Regions from separate parts of the Mus musculus genome. Here all the other regions are linked to region 4. A link is a contact called in public HiCAR-type, HiChIP or PLAC-seq and promoter capture Hi-C data. All regions are on one chromosome and are shown on one strand. Each heading gives the region's core, a stretch centred on a gene start, on an enhancer-like site or on the middle of the called end of the contact. The rest is flanking DNA. Distances are from core to core; before and after follow the strand shown.

The links. HiCAR-type assays count read pairs that join an accessible place to other places. HiChIP or PLAC-seq counts read pairs in DNA pulled down with a chosen protein or histone mark. Capture Hi-C pulls out chosen DNA fragments and counts their contacts.
Region 1: a contact with region 4 is called in an H3K4me3 HiChIP or PLAC-seq map of bone marrow-derived macrophages, with 5 times the contacts expected there. The contact joins the enhancer-like site here to the promoter of Cdca7 in region 4. A contact is called at or near these places in 6 of 39 promoter capture datasets (cranial neural crest, embryonic stem cells, frontonasal cranial neural crest and 3 more) and 8 of 115 datasets of contacts at active chromatin or transcription factors (bone marrow-derived macrophages, embryonic basal ganglia, embryonic forebrain and 5 more).
Region 2: a contact with region 4 is called in an H3K27ac HiChIP or PLAC-seq map of large pre-B cells, with 5 times the contacts expected there. The contact joins the enhancer-like site here to the promoter of Cdca7 in region 4. A contact is called at or near these places in 4 of 39 promoter capture datasets (the 3T3-L1 cell line, liver and pre-B cells), 4 of 115 datasets of contacts at active chromatin or transcription factors (astrocytes, embryonic forebrain, embryonic stem cells and 1 more) and 1 of 9 other capture datasets (embryonic stem cells).
Region 3: an H3K4me3 HiChIP or PLAC-seq map of pro-B cells shows a contact between it and region 4, with 2.9 times the contacts expected there. The contact joins the enhancer-like site here to the promoter of Cdca7 in region 4. A contact is called at or near these places in 7 of 39 promoter capture datasets (the 3T3-L1 cell line, the C10 cell line, the HPC-7 cell line and 4 more) and 6 of 115 datasets of contacts at active chromatin or transcription factors (embryonic limb bud, embryonic stem cells, large pre-B cells and 2 more).
Region 5: a contact with region 4 is called in a promoter capture Hi-C map of liver, with 2.2 times the contacts expected there. The contact joins the promoter of Dlx2 here to the promoter of Cdca7 in region 4. A contact is called at or near these places in 2 of 39 promoter capture datasets (hippocampal neurons and liver) and 4 of 9 other capture datasets (adipose tissue, embryonic stem cells, embryonic tail and 1 more).
Region 6: a contact with region 4 is called in an H3K4me3 HiChIP or PLAC-seq map of the 230-238 cell line, with 8 times the contacts expected there. The contact joins the enhancer-like site here to the promoter of Cdca7 in region 4. A contact is called at or near these places in 14 of 39 promoter capture datasets (the 3T3-L1 cell line, the C10 cell line, HPC-7-derived erythroid cells and 8 more), 12 of 115 datasets of contacts at active chromatin or transcription factors (the 230-238 cell line, T-cell acute lymphoblastic leukemia, astrocytes and 7 more) and 1 of 9 other capture datasets (adipose tissue).
Region 7: a HiCAR-type map of astrocytes shows a contact between it and region 4, with 4 times the contacts expected there. The contact joins the promoter of Gpr155 here to the promoter of Cdca7 in region 4. A contact is called at or near these places in 19 of 39 promoter capture datasets (the 3T3-L1 cell line, 3T3-L1-derived adipocytes, the C10 cell line and 13 more), 11 of 115 datasets of contacts at active chromatin or transcription factors (T-cell acute lymphoblastic leukemia, astrocytes, embryonic basal ganglia and 5 more) and 3 of 9 other capture datasets (adipose tissue, liver and macrophages).

The regions. Positions count from the first base shown.
Region 1 is chr2:73,336,438-73,339,914 of GRCm38.p6, reverse strand. Scrn3 (secernin 3) reads right to left here. Exons shown (of 8, transcript NM_029022.1): 8 at 2,108-3,477. Among named protein-coding and RNA genes, the nearest start is that of Gm13709, 19 kb to the left of the region's middle. Within about 2 kb of position 1,499, at least 6 of the 459 cell types and tissues checked have an H3K27ac peak or open chromatin away from gene starts, as enhancers often do. A contact at or near this core is called in bone marrow-derived macrophages, where this site is marked.
Region 2 is chr2:73,365,018-73,368,347 of GRCm38.p6, reverse strand. Gpr155 (G protein-coupled receptor 155) reads left to right here. Exons shown (of 17, transcript NM_001190297.2): 7 at 1-34; 8 at 750-867. Gm13709 (a long non-coding RNA gene) reads right to left here. Exons shown (of 4, transcript XR_866433.3): 2 at 304-401. Among named protein-coding and RNA genes, the nearest start is that of Gm13709, 9.4 kb to the right of the region's middle. Within about 2 kb of position 1,852, at least 10 of the 459 cell types and tissues checked have an H3K27ac peak or open chromatin away from gene starts, as enhancers often do.
Region 3 is chr2:73,458,896-73,462,333 of GRCm38.p6, reverse strand. All of the region lies in intron 1 of Wipf1 (WAS/WASL interacting protein family, member 1), which reads left to right. Among named protein-coding and RNA genes, the nearest start is that of Wipf1, 69 kb to the left of the region's middle. Within about 2 kb of position 1,998, at least 36 of the 459 cell types and tissues checked have an H3K27ac peak or open chromatin away from gene starts, as enhancers often do. A contact at or near this core is called in pro-B cells, where this site is marked.
Region 4 is chr2:72,474,290-72,477,940 of GRCm38.p6, reverse strand. It overlaps Cdca7 (cell division cycle associated 7), which reads right to left and starts at 1,722. Exons shown (of 9, transcript NM_025866.3): 1 at 1,630-1,722. The coding sequence starts at 1,650.
Region 5 is chr2:71,544,631-71,548,005 of GRCm38.p6, reverse strand. Dlx2 (distal-less homeobox 2) reads left to right here and starts at 1,252. Exons shown (of 3, transcript NM_010054.2): 1 at 1,252-2,022; 2 at 2,438-2,622; 3 at 3,082-3,375. The coding sequence starts at 1,614.
Region 6 is chr2:73,402,133-73,405,870 of GRCm38.p6, reverse strand. The region is part of intron 2 of Gm13707 (a long non-coding RNA gene); the gene reads right to left. Among named protein-coding and RNA genes, the nearest start is that of Gm13707, 17 kb to the right of the region's middle. Within about 2 kb of position 1,605, at least 17 of the 459 cell types and tissues checked have an H3K27ac peak or open chromatin away from gene starts, as enhancers often do. A contact at or near this core is called in the 230-238 cell line, where this site is marked.
Region 7 is chr2:73,384,624-73,387,960 of GRCm38.p6, reverse strand. Gpr155 (G protein-coupled receptor 155) reads left to right here and starts at 1,481. Exons shown (of 17, transcript NM_001190297.2): 1 at 1,481-1,696. Gm13707 (a long non-coding RNA gene) reads right to left here and starts at 1,111. Exons shown (of 9, transcript XR_866430.3): 1 at 605-1,111.

The sequences.
Region 1 (3,477 bases), core at 250-2,749, 860 kb before region 4:
CAGGATGATGCCCTCCAGGTCCATCCATTTGCCTAGGAATTTCATAAATTCATTCTTCTTAATAGCTGAGTAGTACTCCATTGTGTAAATGTACCACATTTTTTTTATCCATTCCTCTGTTGAGGGGCATCTGGGTTCTTTCCAGCTTCTGGCTATTATAAATAAGACTGCTATGAACATAGTGGAGCATGTGTCTTTCTTACCAGTTGGAACATCTTCTGGATATATGCCCAGGAGAGGTATTGTGGGATCCTCCGGTAGTACTATATCCAATTTTCTGAGGAACCACCAGACTGATTTCCAGAGTGGTTGTAGAAGCTTGCAATCCTACCAACAATGGAGGAGTGTTCCTCTTTTTCCACATCCTCGCCAGCATCTGCTGTCACCTGAATTTTTGATCTTAGCCATTCTGACTGGTATGAGGTGGAATCTCAGGGTTGTTTTGATTTGCATTTCCCTGATGATTAAGGATGTTGAACATTTTTTCAGGTGCTTCTCTGCCATTCGGTATTCCTCAGGTGAGAATTCTTTGTTCAGTTCTGAGCCCCATTTTTTAATGGGGTTATTTGATTTTCTGGAGTCCACCTTCTTGAGTTCTTTATATATATTGGATATTAGTCCCCTATCTGATTTAGGATAGGTAAAGATCCTTTCCCAATCTGTTGGTGGCCTTTTTGTCTTATTGACGGTGTCTTTTGCCTTACAGAAGCTTTGCAGTTTTATGAGGTCCCATTTGTCAATTCTCAATCTTACAGCACAAGCCATTGCTGTTCTATTCAGGAATTTTTCCCCTGTGCCCATATCTTCGAGGCTTTTCCCCATCCAGTGGAAAAAAGACAGCATTTTCAACAAATGGTGCTGGCACAACTGATGGTTATCATGTAGAAGAATGAGAATTGATCCATTCCTATCTCCTTGTACTAAGGTCAAATCTAAGTGTATCAAGGAACTCCACATAAAACCAGAGACACTGAAACTTATAGAGGAGAAAGTGGGGAAGAACCCTAGTTTTTTAAAAAAAAAGAGCCCTAGTTAAAGTAGGTTTTGAAAAATCTAAGTCTGATCCCACAAGTAGGCAAGAGTCAGAGAGAGCTCCTAATCTTAGAATTCCCACAAGAACACCAAGCTAATTACCCATAACATAAATGCAGATCCCGACAGGCTCCCTGATCTCCGAGAGCCCCCATAAGCCTCAGTCAGTTGATTCTGTTCTCATGGTGGCCCTGACCCTCTGGTTCTCCTTTCTCCAGCTCTCTGGATCCTTCCTCTTTCTCCTTCCCCTCTCCCTCCCCCTCCTCCTCCTCTGCAGGACTCTGTAAGCTCTGCCTAATGCTTGGCTGTGGAACTTTGCATCTGCTGCCATCAATTGCTGGATTGCCGACGATTCTGCTAGGTTTCAGTCCCGGGACACTCTGAAGTCACGACAAAGCTTAAGTGAGTTTCCTGGGGCGATCTCATGACCTGGTTCTGCAGTTTGGAGTAATCAGGCCGTGGCCAGTAAACAACTTTTAGAAGTACTTTGTAAAATTGGGCATCCGTGCTCAGATGACGGGCGGTGCTGGAAGCACAGTCCATGCTCATAAGATCTTAGCGTTCTTCAAGGAAAGATGGGCTTTATATTTCCATGATCACTGTGATAAAACCTGTTGTTCCAGGGTTTCTCTGTGTAGCCCTGGCTGTCCTGGAACTCACTCTGTAGACCAAGCTGGCATCCAACGCAGAGATCCACCTGCCTCTGCCTCCTAAGTGCTGAAATTAAAGGAAGGCATGGCCCAGCAGTGTAAAAATATTTTGTAAAATACTGTTTAGAAGTAGCCATCCAGTGGTGGCCATGCCTTTAATCTCAGTACTTGGGAGGCAGAGGGAGGTGGATCTTTTGAGTCTTAAGGCCAACCTGGTCTACAGAGCCAAGTTCTAGGACAGCCAGCACTATCCAGAGAAACCCTGTCTCAAAACAAACAAACAAACAAACAAACAAACAAAACAACTTTTACAAAAAGAAACACTGTTTCCAAAATTTCATTCTGTACAATTATTTTTAAGGAAATGTTTTGGAGCTTAATATATAAACATATTTTTATCAAAGATCAAATGAATCAATTTATGTAAAATAAGTTTATTACTTTTTATTTTTACAACAGATGAAATTTAACAAAACATTAAAATTTCTAAAATATACTCCAAGGCATTAACTACCAACCTGAGTATCCACACTGAGTATCCCACAATGAGTATCCTGCAGTGAAAATCTCTACAAGTTAACTCACATATCCATATAATCCTTGTATTTTTTGGGTTTGAAATTTCAGTGGCTACTGAGTTATACAGATAAATTAGCTAGCTAATTTATTCAACCTTACATTTCTGTAGAAAGACCTGTTTAAATTCTTTTTTTTATTAATCATTCCATTCATTTACATCTCAAATGATATCCCACTTCCCTAAATTCTTTCCACTGGTATTTGAATGTTCATTTAGCAAATATTATATAATATCAAAGCATCCAAATATAATACTGAACAATGAGCTTTCATGGAACTTCTATTCCACTATGAAATAATTAAATGTATGACTAATTTGGAGCCACATATAATCTTGATTCTATGGAAGGGAAACGCCTAAGACACTCACTCAGCAAGTTCTAAGACTAAAAAGAACTACTCCTAAGAAAGGGAGGCCAAGATGATGAACCTGAGTATCTGTTGCTGCCGTTTGTTAAGGACTTTACCCTAAGAACAATGAGCTCTTAAGAGGTTTAGACTTGAGTGCTGGGAGGAGCTGGAGAGATGGCTCAGGGGTAAGAGTGCTTGCTCTTGCACAGGATCTGGGTTTGGTCCCCAGCACCCACACGATGGCTCACAGCCATCTATAACTCCAGTTCAAGAGGATCTCACACCCTCTGAGGGCACCAGGCATGTGCTTCATACAGATATACATGGAGGCAAAACACTCATACACATGAAATCAACATTTTAAATTAGAGAAAAAAGTTTAAACTCCTTAGTAAGATAAGTAAATAAAAAGCATGGCCAAGATCTACACACCTCAGCAAAGAAGGTATACAAATGGGAAATAAGCATATGAAAAGAAACTCAGTATCAAATGCCATGTGGAATTACAGATTAACTGAAAACTAAAGTGCAAGGCCAAAGCTTCAATCCATGTAACCTTCTTAAGTGAGAAGCTGCACTCAGAATGACTAAATCCTGACACTCGATAGTTGGCCAGGACACAACAGTGCTGCGACAGGGTGTAGGAGACAACGGTGGTGGTTTCTCACTCACACAACAGGTTCTGCAGTACCTCAGTTCCATCTGACATGGGCTGAACGCTTAGAGCTAGCAGCAACTCACACGTGGATGCTTACTCACAATTGCCAAAATCTGGAAGCAGCCAAGAGGCTTTCTGGTAGTGACACACCCAACTGAAAGCACTATTCATGTTAAGAAGAAAGGAGCTATCATGGCTTACAGAGGC
Region 2 (3,330 bases), core at 603-3,102, 890 kb before region 4:
ACATATGCTCACAGCGAACTTACTCATCGCTCAGGTTAGTATGCCCAGGAAAGCTACAGCAACGCCTTCCCCTGAGGTTATTGCACTGCGTGAGAAACAATTGCTTCCTTGGATTTTTTTTTTTCAGTTACAAAGTCAAAATTATTAGCAGATGTGATCAGATATAATTTAATTAGAATTCATTAGTGCTTATATGTTAAATATTATAACATGTCTTAAAATTTGACATTAATAATGGCAATCAATGTCAACTTTGCATTTTAAAAATACAAACAAGTGAATCATTAAAAAATGAACTCTTACCTGAGTGTGGTGACTCCCACTTATAATTCTGAACACTTAGGAGGCAGAAGCAGAAGTGTGGCCAAGTGACATCAGTCTGAGTAAGACTGTCTCGGCGACTGAAACAATAACACAAAGAGAACTCAGAACTTACTCCCCAGCATGTGGCCATAATGGAAAGAAGTTTAACATTGCCTATTAAATCTAAGGCTAAAACTTATAGTCTTTATTTTCATTTAATATGTACATCATTAAAGGCTCTATGGAAAACGGGTTTTTAGTCATAAAGCTTGAAATTTTAGTGAAACCAATAAATAGTTGATAATCAGCAATAGTTTTAAAAGAATGATTATTTTCTGTGAATAAAACTTTAATGGGTTTGATTAGATCAATAGTTTGTTATGGTATTAAGTCATATGATTTACTTTTAGCTATTATAAAAATCTTTCAATAATTTTTTTCTTTAGACTATTGTTTGTGCTGGAATGATGATATGGAATTTTGTTAAAGAAAAAAATTTTGTTGGACAAATTTTGGTGTTTGTTTTATTGTACAGCTCCCTGTACAGCACCTATCTGTGGACAGGTAAGTTGGCTCATAAAAAGACTGCTAAAGTCTGTCCCATCCCCTCTCTAAAAGACCTCAGCATCTACTGATCAATTTGGAGTCTTGATAGCACAGACACACACAAACACACAGACACACACACACACACACACACACACATATTATATCTGCAAAGCTGAATTACCTGCTGAGTACACTATTTCTGTCCAGCTCATTAGCTTTAGGCCCATGTCAGCCTAGTTTCCCCTTGAAGACACCAGGTGCAAAAGGGCAGAGAAGAGATGTGTCTCAGAGCTCACTGCTGGGGTCCTATGGAATGGCAAACTGTGGTTTTGCCTCTTACAAATTAACTACCTTTGGGTCACCTGTTTCATTTCTCCTAAAGCTGGCTTGCAGCACGTTACAGAGATACTCTGAGGATGATATGAAGTATGGATATTTATGATTGGTATATAGCAGACACTCAGTGAATGGAAATCTATTAGTTGTTCAAGAGAGGGAACGAGGCCATATAAGAACGAGAAAAGTAAGTTAGAAAAAGGATGTGGAGAGCTGGAGAAATGGCTCAGTGGTTAAGAGCACTGACTGCTCCTGAGGACCTAGGTTTGATTCCCAGCACCCATGTGGAGGCTCACACCATCTGTTACCCTAGTTCCCGGGGATCCAAAGGCCTTTACTGGTCTCCATGGGCACCAGTCATGCAGGCAGTGCACAGATATGCATGCAAGCAAACTCCTATAAAGTCAAATAAAATTTTAATGTAAAAATAGAGGACCCAATGAGAAAGGATATTCTTTTCAATTGGCTCCAAAATTATTATTTTGGAATTAGATTTTCACTTAGAAGCAGACAATATGGTATGTTTGTGAAATGCACTGTCTAAATGTTGTGTTCCTACCACAAACTTGAAATTGTAAAATGCTACCAGAAGGGACATTGTACAGTGGTTAATAAGCAAGGGCCAGGAAGTGACTGTCAGGGGGAAGACCTTTGATTTCATGCCCTAAGGATCAAAAGCGTGTCCTGTCTGAGCCTTTTGAAGTGAAGCAGTGCTCTGGGGAGGGATCGCCACATGACTGGTTCACAGCCAACAGAAGATGGCTTGTGCTTCTTTGAGCAAGTATACCTCTCATAGCATGAGGCTTATCATGAGATGTCAAGCTAAAAGATCCTAGAGACTGTAAATCCCAAGTATAGGCGGCCCGAACTGATGTCTACTTACATTTACTCAGATGGAATATGTAATGAGAGTAATAGAAGAACGAATAGATCCATCTGTCACAAAGCCCCAGCTACCTCCCAGACCTTCAAACATACATGCTGAGATCAATCTAAAGAACTTAGGAGTTTACTGGTGCAGTGAAGGTGACCTGTGATCATCAGATTATTATAAATACAGCACAATTTTATAGCTCACTTGTTCAAGGCCAGGCTCACAACCAAAAAAGACAAAATTATAGAGCCATTCAGTGTATTTGAAAATCTAATGTCCAGTCATTTTCAGATTGGTTTATAAATTATCTTTACCATTTCTGCCCTCCTGCATAGCTGCCTGCTTTGTTCTCCCTTTAAACCTATTGCTTTTTTTTAACACTTCAGCTAAGTCCTAAGTCAGTGAAGGCCCAAACTTTATGCACTAGTTAAACACTTTCAAATATACATTAAATGTATTAATGGTCATCTTCTCCACCTTCGTGCTGGTGCCGTTTGAATATTTCATGTTGTAAATTACGAAAGCCCAAAGAGCTGAATGGACTCAAGCCGATCTTCTCAGCAACCCCAGCAAGGGGTGCCAGGCTGTCGTCGGACAGCTGCAGTTCTTCACAGAGTAGGAGACCCAAACCCTGCACAAGGACCTAGGCATCTGTTTATGTTAATTCTCGTTTAAAACGTTAGTGATCGGTGCCCACTTATGTTAATTCTAACTGAAAGTGTTAAAGTACAAGGAAGGATCTTAATTTCCTACGGGAGCTCACAGATTAAAATGTACATCAGAATTCCCCAGGCTGGTTTTTTCTTTGTTTGCTTTCTTTTTTGTTTGTTTGTTTGTTTAAGGTTAGTGCCAGTTACTTCCACAGACAGGGTTTTGGGCTGGTTATCTCACTACCTCTCTCCAGACTGCTAGAGAGCCCTCATTGGACTGTAAGCCATAACATCAGTTGTCCTTCACTTGGCTCAAACTTAATCTGTAAGTCGAAATCTAAGTTCTGAAGAACAGGACTACTTAATTATATGGTGGACACAGAGGTGACTATCATTGAAGACGTCAAAAAGACTGAAATTTTCTTATAGACATATTATTACCAGATCCTGAAAAGTACGTCATATGAACCCAGGAGAGTTTCAGAACTTTACCTCATGTTTCTCAAAAGGTGGCCTCTCTACACCACTCTGCCCCATGCTGTGCAACTCAGTCAAGCCCTTGTCGTCCCCCCCCCTTACCTACGAAATTAAAGTGTTAATTTGAAATAGATGTTGCTT
Region 3 (3,438 bases), core at 749-3,248, 980 kb before region 4:
GGTGGGAGAGGAGGCACAACACACAGAGCCAGTGGTCAGGCCTCTGCATCTGTGTGTGGATTCTCTGTGGATTCCACAGCGACCTCTGTAATGAACTCTAGTTAGAGACTTTAGAGACTGGTTATCAGCGGCCTTGGGCACACTGTTTGCTAAAAGTGGTGACAAGCTTTTGATAAAAATCTCATCAAACTTTTTTTTAAAACAAGGACAGATTCTCAGAACAATAACTGATATTTATTTGAGAATAACAGACCACTGAAGGGGGGGTGGGTTGTGATAGTGAACTGTGGGTGTGGTCAAAGGGTTTTGAAGGCAGAGCCTTCAAAGCCCAAAGTGAGGATCAATATCAGATATTTTGAAACAATATTCTGGCCACTGTGGTTGATAACAAGAGTAGCTTCAGTTGAGGCTGGAAGATACTGGGCAGATGCCCTTGGAGAAGTCCTTTTTCTGCAGCGTTGCTGTGACCCCTGTGCGTGCTGTGGTTCTGGTCAACCCACGTGTAATGGTTGCTGTCGGGCAACGTGGTTTCCTACCATCCCTTTATAACATCTCAGCTTTATTATTATTATTATTTGTTTGTTTGTTTGTTTGTTTGTTTTTCGAGACAGGGTTTCTCTGTGTAGCCCTGGCTATCCCGGAACTCACTCTGTAGACCAGGCTGGTCTCGAACTCAGAAATCCGCCTTCCTTTGCCTCCCAAGTGCTGGGATTAAAGGCGTGTACCACCACTACCAGCCAGCTTTATTATTTTTTAAATTTATTTTATGAAGTTCTTTTTAAAAAAAAAAGATTTATTGACTTATTATATGGAAGTGCACTTCAGACACACCAGAAGAGGGCATCGGATCCCCATTACAGATGGTTATAAGCCACCATGTGGTTGCTGGGATTTGAACCCAGGACCTTTGGAAGAGCTGTCAGTGCTCTTAACCACTAAGCCATCTCTCCAGGCCCTAAATTTATTTTATGTATATGAGTACACTGTCCCTGTCTTCAGACACACCAGAAGAGGGCATCAAATCCCCATTACAGATGGTTATGAGCCACTATGTGGTTGCTGGGAATTGAACTTAGAACCTCTGGGAGACCAGTCAGGGCTCTTGACCTCTGAGCCATCTCTCCAGCACCCCTCCCCCACCCCCAGCTTCCCCCCACCCTTGTTGTTAGCGTTGATTCTTTTTTCTTTTTTCTTTTTTCTTTTTTTTTATTCTGACAACTTTCTCATTTCCCTCCCAACCTGAACAAAGGAACCCTTTTCACTGATGGAATATTTATATTTCTGGAAAGTCAGGCAAGGAGGTGCAACCAATGTTTCCAGAACATCGACCATGCTCTGACTGCCAGTCTCCTGGGTACAGTCCTGGATATGGCAGCAAACCCACTGATAGCCTCTGAAGGGTGAGGGGAAGCAAGCGACGAGCCACCGCAGATTTAGTTTCTAAGCTGGGATGTTTAGTTGATTGCATGTAATTTACAACTCTTCTTTAAAGTATATTTTCGAACTGATACATAAAACATTCTAACAGATACATATTAATGGAAAGATGTCTAGATATCTGTAATGTTTAAATCATTTAGACATGTCTCTCCTCAAACACCATTTGTTTATGATGAAAACGCCCAAATCCTTCCTATAACTTCTTGAGGCACACAATATGTGTCTGCTATTTGTAGTCACACCATTGTTGTGTCTAACTGCAACCTTGTAAGTCAAGGAACATATGTACTTACTTTATATTTACATATGCACTGGAGTTAAGGTCCTGTATAAGATCTCTATATGCATTTTCCCACCTACATAAGTATCTAGTAGAACTTGTGAAGGGGACAGTTCTGTGCTGAATGGGATAGTCTTTCATATGGTACAGTGCAAACTGTCCCAGGAAAGCCACTCATTATTGGACCTGCAGATGTTCCCCCGTTTCCTGTCTTCACAGAGCAGCTGGGTCAGCCTCTCTCAGGAGACATCACCAGCCAAGCCTGGCTCACGAGCAGCCAGAGGACTCCAAGGGGCATCTCGGGTCAGTGTGCTTCTCCTGCAGTGTTTAGAGACATGATGTCAGACCCTAGTCCCTGGGATTCCAGGGAAGGCTTTCTCTGCCTTTATGGCTCTGTCCTCCAAGAGAAGGCATGGAGTAACTCTGGGCTACAGAGAAGGCTGGCAAGAACCTAGAGGCCCATTATCCTCATCCTAGAAATAACTGTAAGGGCCTTATTCGGTCTTCAAACCATCAATAGGCAACCAAAAGGAATGTGTGTTTAGCCACATGTCAGTAGCAACTCCTGGTATATGTGCAGAGACCAGACATGGCAGGATGCGGAGGGGGACTTTCCAGTAGTTTGCTCCTTGGGCTGTAAGAAACCATTCTCTGTTTTGTATGGGTTTCCCCTGGAGACACTTGTGCTGGAAGTTGGTGATCAACTGGAAAATTTTCACAGTTTTATGACATTACTGAAAACAAGAGGGTGCTCTCAAAGGGCACAGGCATGGGCTTTCCATTTACAAAAAAAAAAAAAAAAAAAAAAAAAACCAACAACAACAAAAAACATTTTTTTTCCTACAAAGAAATAAGATGAGTGATGTTCTAACCTGGAGCTGGGAGGTCCCCCGGTGCCCTTTCTCGTGTGTTTTATAAGCTCTGTGGTGTGTCAGTTACTGTTTGGAACAGCTGAGAAGACAGTGATAGACAAGACAAAGTCCCTGCCCTCAGCCATAGTGGCCACTGTATCGGGGGAAGCAGACTGTGTCAATAATGCCTGCCGTGAGTGAGGTGGACAGCCAAGAAAGGAGCGCACTTAGGGGAGAATTCAGCAGGCTCAGAAGAGGGAGAACACAGAGAAGGCAGGAAGGGCAGGAGAAGCAAGTCCTGGTGACGCTGGCAGGGGAGGGTCGGCCCCCACAGCCTCGCTCAGCATGGAGGAACTTAGACTTCACTTGCTATCATTGAGAAGCCACCGAGGCTTTGAGCCCATGGATTTCTTTTGAGTGTCTAAACCGAAACTGTCTACCATAGCATCTCCCAGCTGCGGAGTCACCTCCAGGACTGAAGTTATTAATATTATGACTCCAGGAGGGAGAAGACTTGATGTCACTGGCCGCGTGCCCAAAAATGCCTAGTCAATGCCCGCATTTCAGAAATGGCTTCAAACATGATGACGTCTTCTTGGGAGTTTATAGCTCTAGCCCAGAGTTGGATCTGGGTGAGTTAAGCCTGGCCCAGGAGTGACAGTAGATTGAGCGTGTATATTAAGGGTCATCCTGGCAGAGAAGTAGACAATGCAAAAGGCGGGCCCCACCCACCAGGCCTGAGCCATCTGTGTTAGTAAGTAAGGCGTCTCATTACCTTCTCACCTGTTTCTTTTTGCTTCTTGGAGGTTTTTTTGTTTGTTTGTTTTGCCTCTTGTTTCTTAGCTCACTGGTTAGAAATTTATTTAT
Region 4 (3,651 bases), core at 473-2,972:
GGAACAGAAAATGCCTAGATGTTGGGAAAGACTTCCTTCCGCACCTAACACATTACATTTCAGTCTCTCGGATACAATAAAATGATTTCCAAGATGTTGGTGGCCCAGCCTCCACATCATGTTCCTAAGTAGACACCAATCAACCATTTGTGTATGCTTCTGATATCCTAATGGCAGCAATGTGTGGTATTCGAGAGAGCTACCAAATATTGTATTTACAACAGTAGTTCGAGGCGGTGGGTGGAGAGTTAGGAGTTAAAAGGGATTCAAAAGTCTGCCCAGGTTTCTGGTAGAGGAAGTCCAAGGCAATAAGGTGCAACAAAATGCAAAGAACTAAGAAATCCCCAAAACGGCACACAGCTCCTTAAATGACTTTAATTCTCTACACTCTACTAATCAATTTAACTCCATGTCAGCCTCAGGGGAGGCAGTCAATCAAAAGCCATCAGGAAAAGAGGCTAATCTTTAACAAGCCAGGACAGGCCAACGGTCAGTCATTCACCAGGCAAGTATGTCTTCGATGGAAAAGACACACAAAAAAGGAGAGCCAAAGGTCGTGCCTGGGGTGAACTTTTTTGGCAGATGTAACTCTTAATTCTGTTTACGGTGAGTGTTCTTTGACGGCAGATTTGGTACTGATGTTCGCTTAATTCTTTGCAGCGACGTTACCATCACTTAAATAAGTAAGAAAACTGAAGTGCGGAGAGGTGAAGTCGATTCCTCCAGTCAGGTGTCCAAATATGCACCAAGGCAAGCCAAACTCCAAGCCCATTTCCCCACGCGCGGAGATCCGCTATGAGACCACGACTCCGTCTACCCACTCAGACCTCGCCACAAGGGCCCCCGAACCCGATATTTATTTGAAGCACGTCACTGTCTTCCTTTCCGCCCATCCCCCCACTCTTCAACCCACTCCAGGGCAGGACATAAGTTCTGGCTTCCGTTGGAGCAAAAAGAGTTACGTTCCAGCTCGCAGCTGCAAGCCGGGAAGAAAAGGGTGGGACGGGTGGGGAGTTGGGGGACGCAGGGAAGGTTACTAAACGGTCGCGGCACACGACTTGCATCGCTGGGCCCCAAAATTGCATCTGACCACAGCCTAGGACTAAAACAATACCTCCCCCCACGTGCACAACCCAAGTTCTCAAGAAATGCTCACAAGGCCATCTACGCTAAACCCGCAGATCCAGAGTGGTTAGAAGGGGACGCAGAGCAAAAGAGGATCGATCCCAGGGCCACTAGTGCACGCGTAGGTAACAACGCACTCGCCGCCAGCGGGTCGTGCAGGGTGAGGTCCCAGAAGGTGGAAGGCTGGGATACGACCGCCAGACAGGATGGCCAGCGGCGAGTCCCAGGCCTCCGCGCGCACGTGGAGCATGAGCGCCCGTGCCGCAGGTTCCGGGAACGCTGGCAACTCCGTGCGCGCCGGCGGGCGCATCACCTTGGCCTTGAGTTATCCTGGGTGCAAAGATTATAAGAAAATCGATCTGTGATTTCCCTCAACCTGGCGACAATCAGGAGCGCGTGGGACAAGTGAGCGGAGCTAACCCGCGGAGTCGGAGGGAAGTGGCCCGGACCCGCCCGTGTCTAGCACCCACCAACCCCGCCCCGGTGCACCCGGCCGGGCCTCACCCGCGCGCGGCGAGCCTCCATGTTGGCGGCGGGTACCCAGGCACTCGGAACGGGGATAGTTCGTCGGAACACACCAGCACTCAGAGCCCGAACAACCCGAGCTCCGGGACAGAGGCGGGGCGCGCACTCCGCCGCCGGAGGGGCGGGGCCACCGGCTTTCCCGCGCCGGGACGCAGGTCCTGCCAGCTAAGATGACCTCTTTAGCGGTACCCGAAGCGTCCCAGCTCTGGAAAAAAATAGAAGCGGTTCTCGTGGTTGTAATAACCTTGAGTGTCCTCGGAAACTGCTGAATGTTCTATGAAACAGTGGCGTTGTGGGAACTCAGTGCCACTGGCTTTTTATGAAGCTGCGCGGTCCTGGGAAGTGGCGCGAAAGTGGCTGCCGAGGTCCTGAGACTGGCCGTCTGATTTGCATACAAAACGGGAGATTGTAAGGCTGGTAGAGCCTCTTACTGCGTTCACACTTTCGCTGTAGTTTAATCTCTTAAAAATGTTAAAGAACAGAACGGGGATACCACCCACAAATATCTGAGAGCATAGCACCTCTTATCTAGCAACCACACCACTATCTATATGTAGTCAATAGACCAGTTAAGTCCTGTTGCTTCAAGAAAGATTCCGGCGTGGGTTTAAAAATAGCCCTTCAGTTGAGTAAAGCCTCTCCGAAGGGTAAAAGTCTTTAGAGCTTTATCTTTCGGAGATAAAAGCTGCAGGCGATTACACTGTGGATTGTCCATTTTTCTCCAGGCAAAATTGGGAACAACCAGAGCTAGTTAGAAGATCTTTCTTTCTTTCTTTCTTTCTTTCTTTCTTTCTTTCTTTCTTTCTTTCTTTCTTTCTTTCTTATAGCCCTTCTCACTAAGACCGGCACAGGGATGAAACGAGGCTCCCCTGTTTTTAAAGAGTAAAACACAGGGGGAAAAAAAAAAACCCAAACAGCAACGACCGAAAAACCTTGGGTGCTTTTTAAAAGAGCTTTAATTATAATCATAGATTTAAAACATTTCTTGAAGTGTAAGCATTCCCCCTTATTTCAAAACTTTTCTCTTAGTATTGATGTTGCCACAGTCCTTTTCTGTGAAGAGAGCATGCGCAACACACACACACACACACACACACACACACACACACCTCTCTAGGTACTGACCATAAAGACATAAATAACCGAGGAAGACAATGGATTGGAAGGAGCTGCCCAGGGGTCACCCTCCCTCTGTGCTAGAGACAAAGAACTCCAGTCTCCAACTTAGGCATCAAGAGAAGCAGCTAATTGATTTGTTTGGCAAAATTCCTGGTAGCAGCCAGGAGTTCAACCAACACTTGTTGGATGAATAAGTATGTGGATGGAGACCTAAAATTGTCCTTAGTACAATGTTCTTGTGAATATGGTTTGTGCAAGTAGAACTGACCATGTGAGGTCACAGAACGAAGGGGGCATCCGGGCCACTTTGCCTGGGTAATGTTCTACACTGAGCATTTTTACTCTTCTTGGAACAGGCTTGTCTCTCTGTGCTCCTGCATTTCTTTTTCAACGAAATCCAATGTGAGCCCAGGACGTGTGCATGTTGTTTCCTTAAAGTTTTCACTTCTGTGCTTGTGTGTGTCCTGCAGACAATGTATATCCTCTGGGCTTCACCATCAGGGCGGTTCAAAGTCCTGCCCCTAACTGAGTGCAAGGTTGTAAGCAGGTGCTATTCTGAGTACTGAGGATACAAGGTCCAGAGAGTGTACACTCTGATGGAGGAGCAGAGATACAAAAGAGAATTTCAGGTATGATACTTTGGAGGAGGAGGAGGAGGAGGAGGAGGAGAAGGAGGAGGAGAAGAGAAAGAGGAAGAAGAGGAGGAGGAAGAGGAAGAAAGTACAGTGAAAAGCTGAAGACAGGAAAGGAACAATGCATACTTCTACAATAGTTATACAAGCTGGTGATATACAGCCAGAAATCTGAGTGGTCAGAAAGGAAGCGACAGGAAAAAAGTACTAGTTTCAGGCAGACTGGCATCTGGTTCCAGAACAGTATGAA
Region 5 (3,375 bases), core at 3-2,502, 930 kb after region 4:
GCAATCTTCAAACTTGAGAGTCCATCACTGCGCTGAGTCCATCCATCACCCTTCTTTTGAAAATCCCAACCACCAGAGAGGGGAACTCATCACTTGGAAAAGAAAGAAAGAAAGAAAGAAAGAAAGAAAGAAAGAAAGAAAGAAAGAAAGAAAGAAAGAAAGAAAGAAAGAAAGAAAGAAAGAAAGAAAGAGAGAGAGAGAGAGAGAGAGAGGAAGGAAGGAAGGAAGAAAGAAAGAAAGAAAGAAAGAAAGAAAGAAAGAAAGAAAGAAAGAAAGAAAGAAAGAAAGAAAGAAGAAAAATAAAAATAAAGAAAGAAACCTAGAGAAAGAAATTACAACAGTGGAGTAAGATCCTAGAACACGAAAATGTAAAATAAAGTAGACAAAATAAAACTTCTTATATTTATTGTTTATATCAAGAAAACGTGTGATAATGAATCTTGATAAATCTCTAATATTACTTCAGTATCTCTTTTTTTTTTTCATTCCCCTTTTCATAAAAACACCAATGCAAACGACTTTGAAGGCTGTCTAGTCTGGCCTACCTTTCCCAAGGAGGGAACCTCAGAATCAGTTTCCAGCTAGTGGCTCAGATGTGCGTCATTACTAGAGACCTTTATGTGTATGAGGAAAAGTGATTTCAAATACATTACTAGTAATAATACCTTTGGGCTTATAGAGCTCTTCTCTCAAGCAAAAAGGAAAAACGTTAAACATTATCCAATTAATTGTCGTAATATCTCTGTGGGTAGTTTGGGAAGCATAGGTTATTATACGCGGTTTATGGATAATTTAAATCAATTGCCCGTCAGGTGCAAAGTGGCTGACAAGAGTAGTGCGAGCCAGGCACCTCGAGGAAAAGTATCTGGAGAAAAAGGAGACAGAGCTGGCTCGGCCCTCTTCCTGGCTTTATTTGATTAAGGCGAAGTTGGACAAGAGATGTAAATCGTTAGACTTGGCTCTTGAAAGCAGAGTAAGGTGGGAGACCCCATTTCTTTCCCGGAGCCTTATGTCCTGTTGCGGGCCATCCCGCACCCTATCCAGCTCCAGATCGGGTACCCACTTTCTGCAGTGCTTGTACACGCACCCACCGCGGCCGCCTTGCCCGCCACGTGACACGCGGGTCCCGGGGCCGCCCGGTCGCGGACTCCCGGCGCCCCGCGGCTCATTCCTTCTGATTGGCTGTTGCTAGGTGACGTTGCCCGCGGTCACGTGATAAGTGTTAAATGCCCACCCTGCAGGAGCCTGCCCGGCAGACAATCGTAAAGCTGCTCGGGGGTCGCTCACCTGCTCCCGCCTCCTGGAGCCCCTACCGGGTCTGACCGCTCTTGCCCCCTCCATTGCCCGCCCCCCGCCCGAGCCGGGCCAGGAGCCGAGAGGTCCGAGAGGCCCGGGAAGGATGCGGCCAGCAGCTGCGGTCCCGAGCCACGCACGGTGATCGCCTCCTCCAGGGGAGGAGGCGCCTAGACCGTAGCCTCATTTCTTGTTTTCCTCTCCCTCCCCCTCCCCGTAATTACATTGGTTGCTGGAAGGGACCCGGAGAGATAGACAGAGGAGGCGCCTCGCATCCCCCTCTCGCCCGCCACCCGTGCTCTTTCCTGTCCCGGGTCAGGATGACTGGAGTCTTTGACAGTCTGGTGGCTGATATGCACTCGACCCAGATCACCGCCTCCAGCACGTACCACCAGCACCAGCAGCCCCCGAGCGGTGCGGGCGCCGGCCCTGGCGGCAACAGCAACAGCAGCAGCAGCAACAGCAGCCTGCACAAGCCCCAGGAGTCGCCAACCCTCCCGGTGTCCACGGCTACGGACAGCAGCTACTACACCAACCAGCAGCACCCGGCGGGCGGCGGCGGCGGGGGGGCCTCGCCCTACGCGCACATGGGCTCCTACCAGTACCACGCCAGCGGCCTCAACAATGTCTCCTACTCCGCCAAAAGCAGCTACGACCTGGGCTACACCGCCGCGTACACCTCCTACGCGCCCTACGGCACCAGTTCGTCTCCGGTCAACAACGAGCCGGGTAAGCATCGCAAGCATCTAGGGTGCCCAAGTCACGGGGAGGGACCGGGTAAGCATGGGGTGGGGGGCAGTCCGGAGCTCTAGCCTTGCACTCTGTGCATCTCTTGCTCCCGCCCTGAACTCTGCCCAATCTCCAACTGCACGCGAATCGCAGTTTCTGCCTCTCCACGCTCCGGGGGACAGAGTCGGTGGGCGGTTGGGCCAGTTGGCATGCTGTGGGTAGCGCATAGCTTTGCTGCCCGCCTCTTCTTTCTCTCTTGCACAGCTCCCCCGGGTCCCTTGCAGGGTTCCGTGGCCAGGCCAGTCGGCGCGTGCTGAAGTTGGGAAGGCCTCCTCAAGTCTCTAAAGGCCTCCGCTCCGAACTTTAGGACCGCGGGGTTGGACGGTGGGTGCTCACCACTCACTTTTCGTTGCAGACAAGGAAGACCTTGAGCCTGAAATCCGAATAGTGAACGGGAAGCCAAAGAAAGTCCGGAAACCACGCACCATCTACTCCAGTTTCCAGCTGGCGGCCCTTCAACGACGCTTCCAGAAGACCCAGTATCTGGCCCTGCCAGAGCGAGCCGAGCTGGCGGCGTCCCTGGGCCTCACCCAAACTCAGGTGAGCAAGGTGGGAGATGGCCTGCTTTCTCTAGGAAGCGGGCACGTCCGGAACAACTTTTCAAAAGTATATTTTCACCTGTGCTTTTTTATTCCGGGCAAAGTAAACTTCTAGGCCCAATGCTTAAAACAAACAAACAAACAAAATAAGAAATTTTTTTCAAAGGGGGCAGCCGCATGGGAGGAAAGAAAATGACCCGGGTGGACAGAAATCCCACACTACAACGCCTTTCCACTCGCTGCTGCTAAAGCGGGTTCCATAACTGACCTGACACCGCACTACCCAGAACCTTGGTCACATACTTAGAGCTCATCCATCAGCATTTTGAGATCCCCCCAATGTAGCTAGAAGCAGCGGAGGCCCAGAGCCCAGGTCTGCTCGCCCGCCGTCTCCACTCCACCAACCTCCTGCCCAGGTTCCTGTACTAAAGCTCAGGGCTTTTCCTTTTTTTCTACAAAGGTCAAAATCTGGTTCCAGAACCGCCGATCCAAGTTCAAGAAGATGTGGAAAAGCGGCGAGATACCCACCGAGCAGCACCCTGGAGCCAGCGCTTCTCCTCCTTGTGCCTCCCCGCCGGTCTCGGCGCCAGCATCCTGGGACTTCGGCGCGCCGCAGCGGATGGCTGGCGGCGGCCCGGGCAGCGGAGGCGGCGGTGCGGGCAGCTCTGGCTCCAGCCCGAGCAGCGCCGCCTCGGCCTTTCTGGGAAACTACCCGTGGTACCACCAGGCTTCGGGCTCCGCTTCACACCTGCAG
Region 6 (3,738 bases), core at 356-2,855, 930 kb before region 4:
CAGTTTTAAACTGAAGGTCAAGGTCTGCACACACAAAAATGTTGGTAACCATGAGAATTCACCCATAGGCCTACATCGGCAGGTGCCGAATTTAGCATTACAGTACACAGCAACTGACCAAACCTTATCACAAACCTTCACACCTGACTTTACCAAGTTTGAAGATACAGAAGAAACTCTCCCCCTTTGCACAGTCTGTGAAGAGGAAACTCCCCCTCCTCCACCTCCTCATTAGACTTTAATAAAATAATGAGATTCTGTATTTTCAGAGCCAGGTTCTGAAATGTCATTCATTAACATTAAAGATAGAATGCCAAGGGGTGGGGCTTAATTTTAGAAACAGAAAATGGAGTGTTTGGTGAAGTGGAAATTTCTAGTTTCTTTGGAAACTCAACTATGTCGTGTGTGTGTGTGTGTGTGTGTGTGTGTGTGTGTGTGTGTTTCTGGAAACTGTCTTGTGAGAGGATGTTTTGCTGAAGCAGACACGTGGGAGGGCATGTGATGTTTTGCTGGAGCAGATGCTTGAGAGAGTGTGTGATGTTTGGGAAGAGTCTAAATGGAACCCCACAGACAGTGAGAGGTTGTTCTTACACTGTGATGCCACGTGAGGCTTCTCTGATCTTCACTGCGTAGAGAGAAACTCGTCAAAGAACTTCTTGTGGTATTCCAGCTGCTTCTGGCTGCCTCTGCTGACTCATGCCAATTCAGCGGAGCCTTGCAGTTTCTGCTGGATCGAGATGCAGTTCGTGTTTGGTGTTTGCTATTGGACTGGACTGCTGATATCCTGACAGTGAAGGGTGGAATCCCCCCCCCAAGGAACTACTTCTAAACAGGTCCACAACCCCGCTTCCTACTAACCTTCTTTCTCCCCAACCTCTAGTTGGTGGGCTAGAAGGAAGCGTTGACGAGTTCAAGAATCCTAAATAAAGTAGGGTTAGAGAAAAATCCAAGCCTACAGTTTGGATTTGATTGGGTAAAATAGAAATAGTCACCCTGCTTCCAAAAACATCAGTCTAATGGCTGCAGGACTTCTACCAGAGCCCCTTGTGAGAAGGCCACAAGGCCCCAGCTCTTGTGTAGCCTGCTTGGAAGCCAGAAAGTCCTCAGAAAGGGGCTTCAGACACATGCGTGTTTGGGGAAGTCGTTTGAAAGTGTTCTGTAGCAAAACAAAAGGCCTAGAAAGGAGGAGCCGAGAGCCAGGAGACAGCTAAGCATACCACAAAGCAAGGAGTTTCAGTCTGACTCAGTGTGGCAACTGCACGCCTGAGGTGAGAACGGACTCCTGGAGGAGAGGAATTAGCGACAGAGTGACCAGATGCGAAGAGACATCTGGGAAACGGTACACATGTTATAAAGGAAAATGGCCAAAAGACACAACAAACCCCGAAAACCAAAAGCAAAGTGCCACCCCAAACAACATTTAAAAGCCACCCGAAGGCAATCCTGCAATTTAAGATAGGAACGATAGCTTGCTCTCTAGTATGAGGTTTGAGGTTTGGTCTTGGAAGGGGTAGGGGCAGTGAGAGACTTGTTCTGAACAGTTTGAGTGATTGTTGGAAGGTCCTGGGAGCCAGGCTCAGATCCCTAACCACAGTCTGATGAGCCCTGAGAACTCTTTAGGCAAAGGAAGGAGAGCTGGAGGCAGCTTTTCAGCCAAGGGTGAGGCTGTGGTACTCTCCAGGGAGGAGGAGGAAAATGAACCCACAGCAGACGGGAGAAAACAACCCCGGAGGCGCCTGCAGAAGGGTGGGGATGTGTCTGAGGTTTGGGGTGAAGACTTACCTGGTTCCCTCGATAGCAGAGACTAAGGCTCATGTGTGTTTCCTCCACAGAAGCACTGGGTCTGCAGTAGGCACCTCGTGGTGCTGGTGAGATGTCCCAGTACAGTAAAGATGAAGAGCGGGGGTCAGGGGTGGGGGATGGGAGCGTGGGGGTGGGACTACACAAAATAGTGACGGAAGTCGTGAGCTGGAAGAAATTCTGAAAGCAGTGCCGAGTTCTTCATCAAACGCCTTGCATGTTCTCCTTCCTTCGACGTCCTCTATGTAGCTGTTTACACCTGTGGATGCCCCAGCAGTACCCGGAGAGCCGAATGACTCTACTGACTCTACTTCCTTGACTCCTATTTCTACATTCTGCCCAAAAGCTTTTGTGACCGGAAACAGACAGACCCACTTTTAGGAAATAACTGTTCCACCCCTCTCTGGACTAGGGGCGTTCAGCATCTTGAGTGTTCTTTCTCCCTTTTGAAGTGGGAAAATGTTATTTTCAAAGAAAGCACTAGATGGCACTTGTGATGTGTTCAATAGTTGCCTTAGCTCCTTTTTGGATAAGGTGGTGGTGGGGAGCAATAAATATTAAAATGGGAAAATCATCATTACAATAATGAAGATCAGTATCTTATGATTGTGTTTACTGTGTTACTATGTATGAGCGATATCTTTATGCAGTGTTTGCATTTAAAATCTGGGTTTCGCTTTATGAGAACTGCAAGAGGGAACTAACGTCTCTAATATATGGAAACCCTTCATCAGTAAAATAATAAAATGAAAAATAATGTTTGATTTACACCGAGGTTCACTACAGGCTTGTGTTCTTAATGACTGCCCTCTTCCATTTGCAATATTTCAATTTGTAATAATGAGTTGCAAAATAGGTTTCCGATGTCCATCCACTGTAGAGAGCAAAATAAGTCATCCTTAATTTAAAAGAAAGCATTACAGCTTAAAGGATTTCTGTGTTCTATTAACAAAAAAAGGGGGGAGGGGAGGAAATGGAACGGAACGGAAACAGCAGATGTTTCTAGAGTTTCACCATCTTACAGCACTAACAAAGACTTGAGGCACATATATTCTTTTGTGTAGTTCAGTAGTCAGTTCACTAGGCCACTTGCTTAATGATCTCCTGGTCCCACTTTAATGTACAGAGATTGTAAGCTTTTAGCACAAATGCCAGTTGAAACAGTTCCTATTTAAAGTATATTAAAAGAAAAAATGTTGCCGGGTACCATGGCAACAAGTGTAGCCTGCAGCCCCAATGTAGCATCTTACCTGTACCTGTTGTGGAGCTAGCATAGGAAGAGTCTTATGTGTTAGGGTCTCCAGTGGCTCTTTCTTACTTTCTCTCCTCTCCTCTCCTCTCCTCTCCTCTCCTCTCCTCTCCTCTCCTCTCCTCTCCTCTCCTCTCCTCTCCTCTCCTCTCCTCTCCTCTCCTCTCCTCTTCCCCCCCTTCTCTCTGTTATCCCTTATTTTAAATGTACTTTTCATTGCTGTAGCTTTCTAGGATAATTCAACACAATGAAATTCTTTGGGAACAAGATGGATTATAAATAATAATCGTGCTAATATGATGTCTTGTAATTGCATTAATTTGTAGGTTTAGGATGACATTGACATCCTGAAAGTAATATCTCATGCAATAGTAAATTCAAGGTGTCATAACTCAGAGCTAAATATGCAAAACAGCGGCAAGACTAGGAAACATCTTAGATTCGAGTAAATCTGACTCTTTGGATACAGTGATAGGAACGAGTTCTGGATAATTTAAGCACAAGGGACTTTCATGGTTTGATCATCAGGAAGTCACTGAATAGATGGGAGCCTGGTGCCAAGTCTGGACACTCCTGGATTCCAAGAAGCAATAGCAACTTGTCTGGGCACTGTTGCCCCATGTCCCCAACCTTGTGTACCTCTCCTCAAGATGAAGGGTGTGGCCATCCAGGTTCATCCGAAATAGTCT
Region 7 (3,337 bases), core at 232-2,731, 910 kb before region 4:
GGATAAACTAAGCTAAGCTAACACAAGGAACTCCTACAGGTTGGCCTTAACTTTCCTTTCTAGGCCTGTCTTTCAATAATCCTTTAAAAGTCAAAGTTCACTAAATATTTAGTTTGACTAATGTTCATAGTTTCAAGGCAGGAATCCATTTAGCCTTGAGATAACAGATGTATTGTTTTTTTTTTTTTTTTTTTTTTTGCAGTTAGGTTAATAGTTAAAAGTGAGAAAGACAAAAAATGAACCAAAAGGGAGTAAGCTACATTTTAAAAAATAGTTTCAATTCTGCTCACCTTTCCTTAGGCTTCATATCCTTAAGCCAGCTCTTGGCTTTTCTTTTCTTTTTTTTTCCCATTTTTTATTACATATTTTCTTTATTTACATTTCAAATTTTATCCCCTTTCCTCATTTTCCCTCGGAACCCCCTTCCCCCATCCCATCTCCCTTCCCGGCTTTTATTTTCTTAGTAAACCATATAGTAACTTAATTTAAAGGTGCAAATAGTACTGTACTTTGTACTAAAACTGCACAGATTAATAGGACATAGTAGTGGCCAGACAAAACAGTAAAATTTGCAAAGCAAGATTTCTTTTTAAGAAATACTTACAAAATCACTGAGATCAGGCTTTAAATTAGAAATATTTTTTGTTTCAGAAAATGTCTTCATTTTCACACGTTGACTTCGAGAAGCCCCAGTAGACTTCCGAGAATACTAGGAGATTCCTGTCTGTAAACTAAGAGCATACAGCCAGAGTTCCTCCACAACAGAAAAAGAAGCAGTCGCTGCTGGCAATGTATTCTAAATCAAGCACACAACTAAAGCTTATATTTTAATCTCTTTTGATTTAGGAAGGTCAAGATCATGCTAGCTTGGGAAAGGTAGAAGGCAGGGTTTGAACTCACATCCTTGCATTTATAACTCTATACTATGCAATGACGAGGCTAACCAGGAGAGGAATTGACAGGATTACTGGAAGCTGAGGTTAACCGAAATGATGACAGGCCTTCCTGAGTCTGAGCAGAGGCGGAGGAAACCAATACTGCCAATCCCCACCCGGCCGCCATCTTGTGGGAAGAGAAAAGCCGGAAGTACAGCTACGGGAGACCGGCGGCCAAGTGGCTTTGGCGGAGGCGAAGCATAAGGGCAGGGACTGGGCTGTGTGGCCTCGGGCACCGGGGGTGGAGCGGTGTCGCTTGTCCTTGGGGGCGGGGCCTAAAGGCGAGGTGGAGACCCGCATTCGGGCCTTCTGGCTAGGGGCGGGGCCTTGGGGTGGAGCCCCAGGGCGGAGTGCAGTGTAGCACTGGAGCTTAGGGGTGTGGCCTGACGGCGGGGTGGAGATTTGAAACGCGGACCTCCATGCTGGAGGCGGGGCCTTGGGCGGGGCGGGGCCATGTCCTGAGCTTGGGGGCGGGGCCTCACGGCAGAATGGAGACCGGCTTCTCTGACCTCCAGGCCAGGGGCGGAGCCTGAAGGCGGGGCGGAGGCGGGGAGGAGGCACCGGGCTGCAGACGCCTAAGGTAGCTGACAGGACCGCAGCGGCTCACCCCTCCCTTTCTCGGAACGTGGTTGGGCATCTGCCGCTGGCACACGCCGCTACAAGAGGGTTCGGGGCGGGAGATGACGGCGGTGTGCTCGCTGCTTGGCCCTCTGTGAGCATCGGCTTCCTTCTCCTTGCAGCCGGAGCTGCAGACCTAGCAGGTGAGATGAGCCCCAGTTGCGTTTGCAATGGCCCCTGCCCCTGGGGTCCGGACCAGTGGGCAGCGCCAGGCTGCCCTGGCGCCTCGGCTAGCTGCTGCGCCTGTCCGCCTCTGCTCCACAGAGCCTGCGCCTGAAACCTGCGGGAACACTGGAGATGGTCTGCTCACAAGGGACGACTTGTCCCCTCTGGTGCCAGAGCTGCGGTCCCCAGGGTGCGAAGCACCCCGTTGCACGTGTGCTCACATTGTCATCTCGGACTTTTTACTTTAGCCCAAGGTGGCCTTCGTGTCTGCCCCTCCTGAGCACCTCGGGATCTTTGCGCCAAATTTTCTCCCATACTTCTTTACGGAGCACCTGACGTTGTGACTCCCATGCCCTGGCTTTCCACTTCCACGGGTGTCAGCTGCCCTCGGTATCATCTATTTGGTCAGGGACTCTGCACTCCTTATCTTGGCGGGCCAAAGTCTGATCCTGCAGATTGACAAGGGAAAAGGCAGTGACTGGAGTGCCTGTTGATGTTGAAGAGTGCTTTTTATAGTGCTGCAAGGCATTAGGCTTTTCTCCTGTCTAAAGGATAGGAGTGTTTGAGAAGAGAACAGCCTCAGTTTAAAGCTTTTTCTTTCAAGTCAGTACTGCAGCACATTTGAACTTAATAGCATTTAACCTACAATTTCAGTGCTTTGGTCATGTTATCTAAGTCAGATGTAATGCGACTAGATGGTTTGTATACTTCGTTTTCTAGTGTCTGGCCCAGTGAATTGGCTTTTCCAGTGATAGGACAACTTGTTTGTTCTGCAACAAGTCTTGTTTTTGTAGTTTAAAGGACTGGATGACATTTTTAAAACTTCCTTTGTTGTGGTTCTTGTTAATCTTAAAATGTGCATAAGAAGCGGTTTTTCGTTTTGTTTTGTTTTCATGTTTAAAATGGTATGAGATAAAACTTCAGAGTTATTTTTAGTTTTTTTTTTTCTCCCTTCCTTATTTTGAGACAGCTGCTAATTTAAGTCCTGGCTGGCTTTTCTTTGTAGCTGGGCTTGAACCCATGGTCTTCCTGCCTCTGCCTCACTAGTGCTGTGATTACAGGTGTGTGACATTATGTCAGACTAGAAGTCATTTTAACTTTCATTTGCCTCGGGAACTGTTTATAACACTGGAAAAATTGAAAGGGGGAAAAGGACAGATTACTTTTAAAAAGTTTCATTTAATTTTCAGTTAATTGGAAGTTGAACCTGGAAGTTGTTAAACCTCTTGGCCATCACCTTCACTGTCAATAGCCACTTAAGATCAAACTCAATTCAACTCTTAATTGCTGGGTATGAAACAGAGGCTGGTAACTTCATAACACATTCTAAACTCGTAACTTTGTGGAATATCTAGTATGTCTACTATTGAGGATCTTTAATATTAGGCATGTTTGTATAGCTACTTGTGACAATGAATGCTGTTTACCTTGTTACCGTTTTAATCATTATCATTAGGTCTGCAGTCTCTCTACCCACCTCTCTTACCCACTTTGGTTTATTCTGTGTACGCTGTCTGTTTTTTGAGACATCGTCTCAATGCAGCCCCGGTTGCTTTTGAACTTGTATTGCTCCTATTTCTGTCTCTCAGGACTGGGTTCCTAGCATGGGGCACCATACT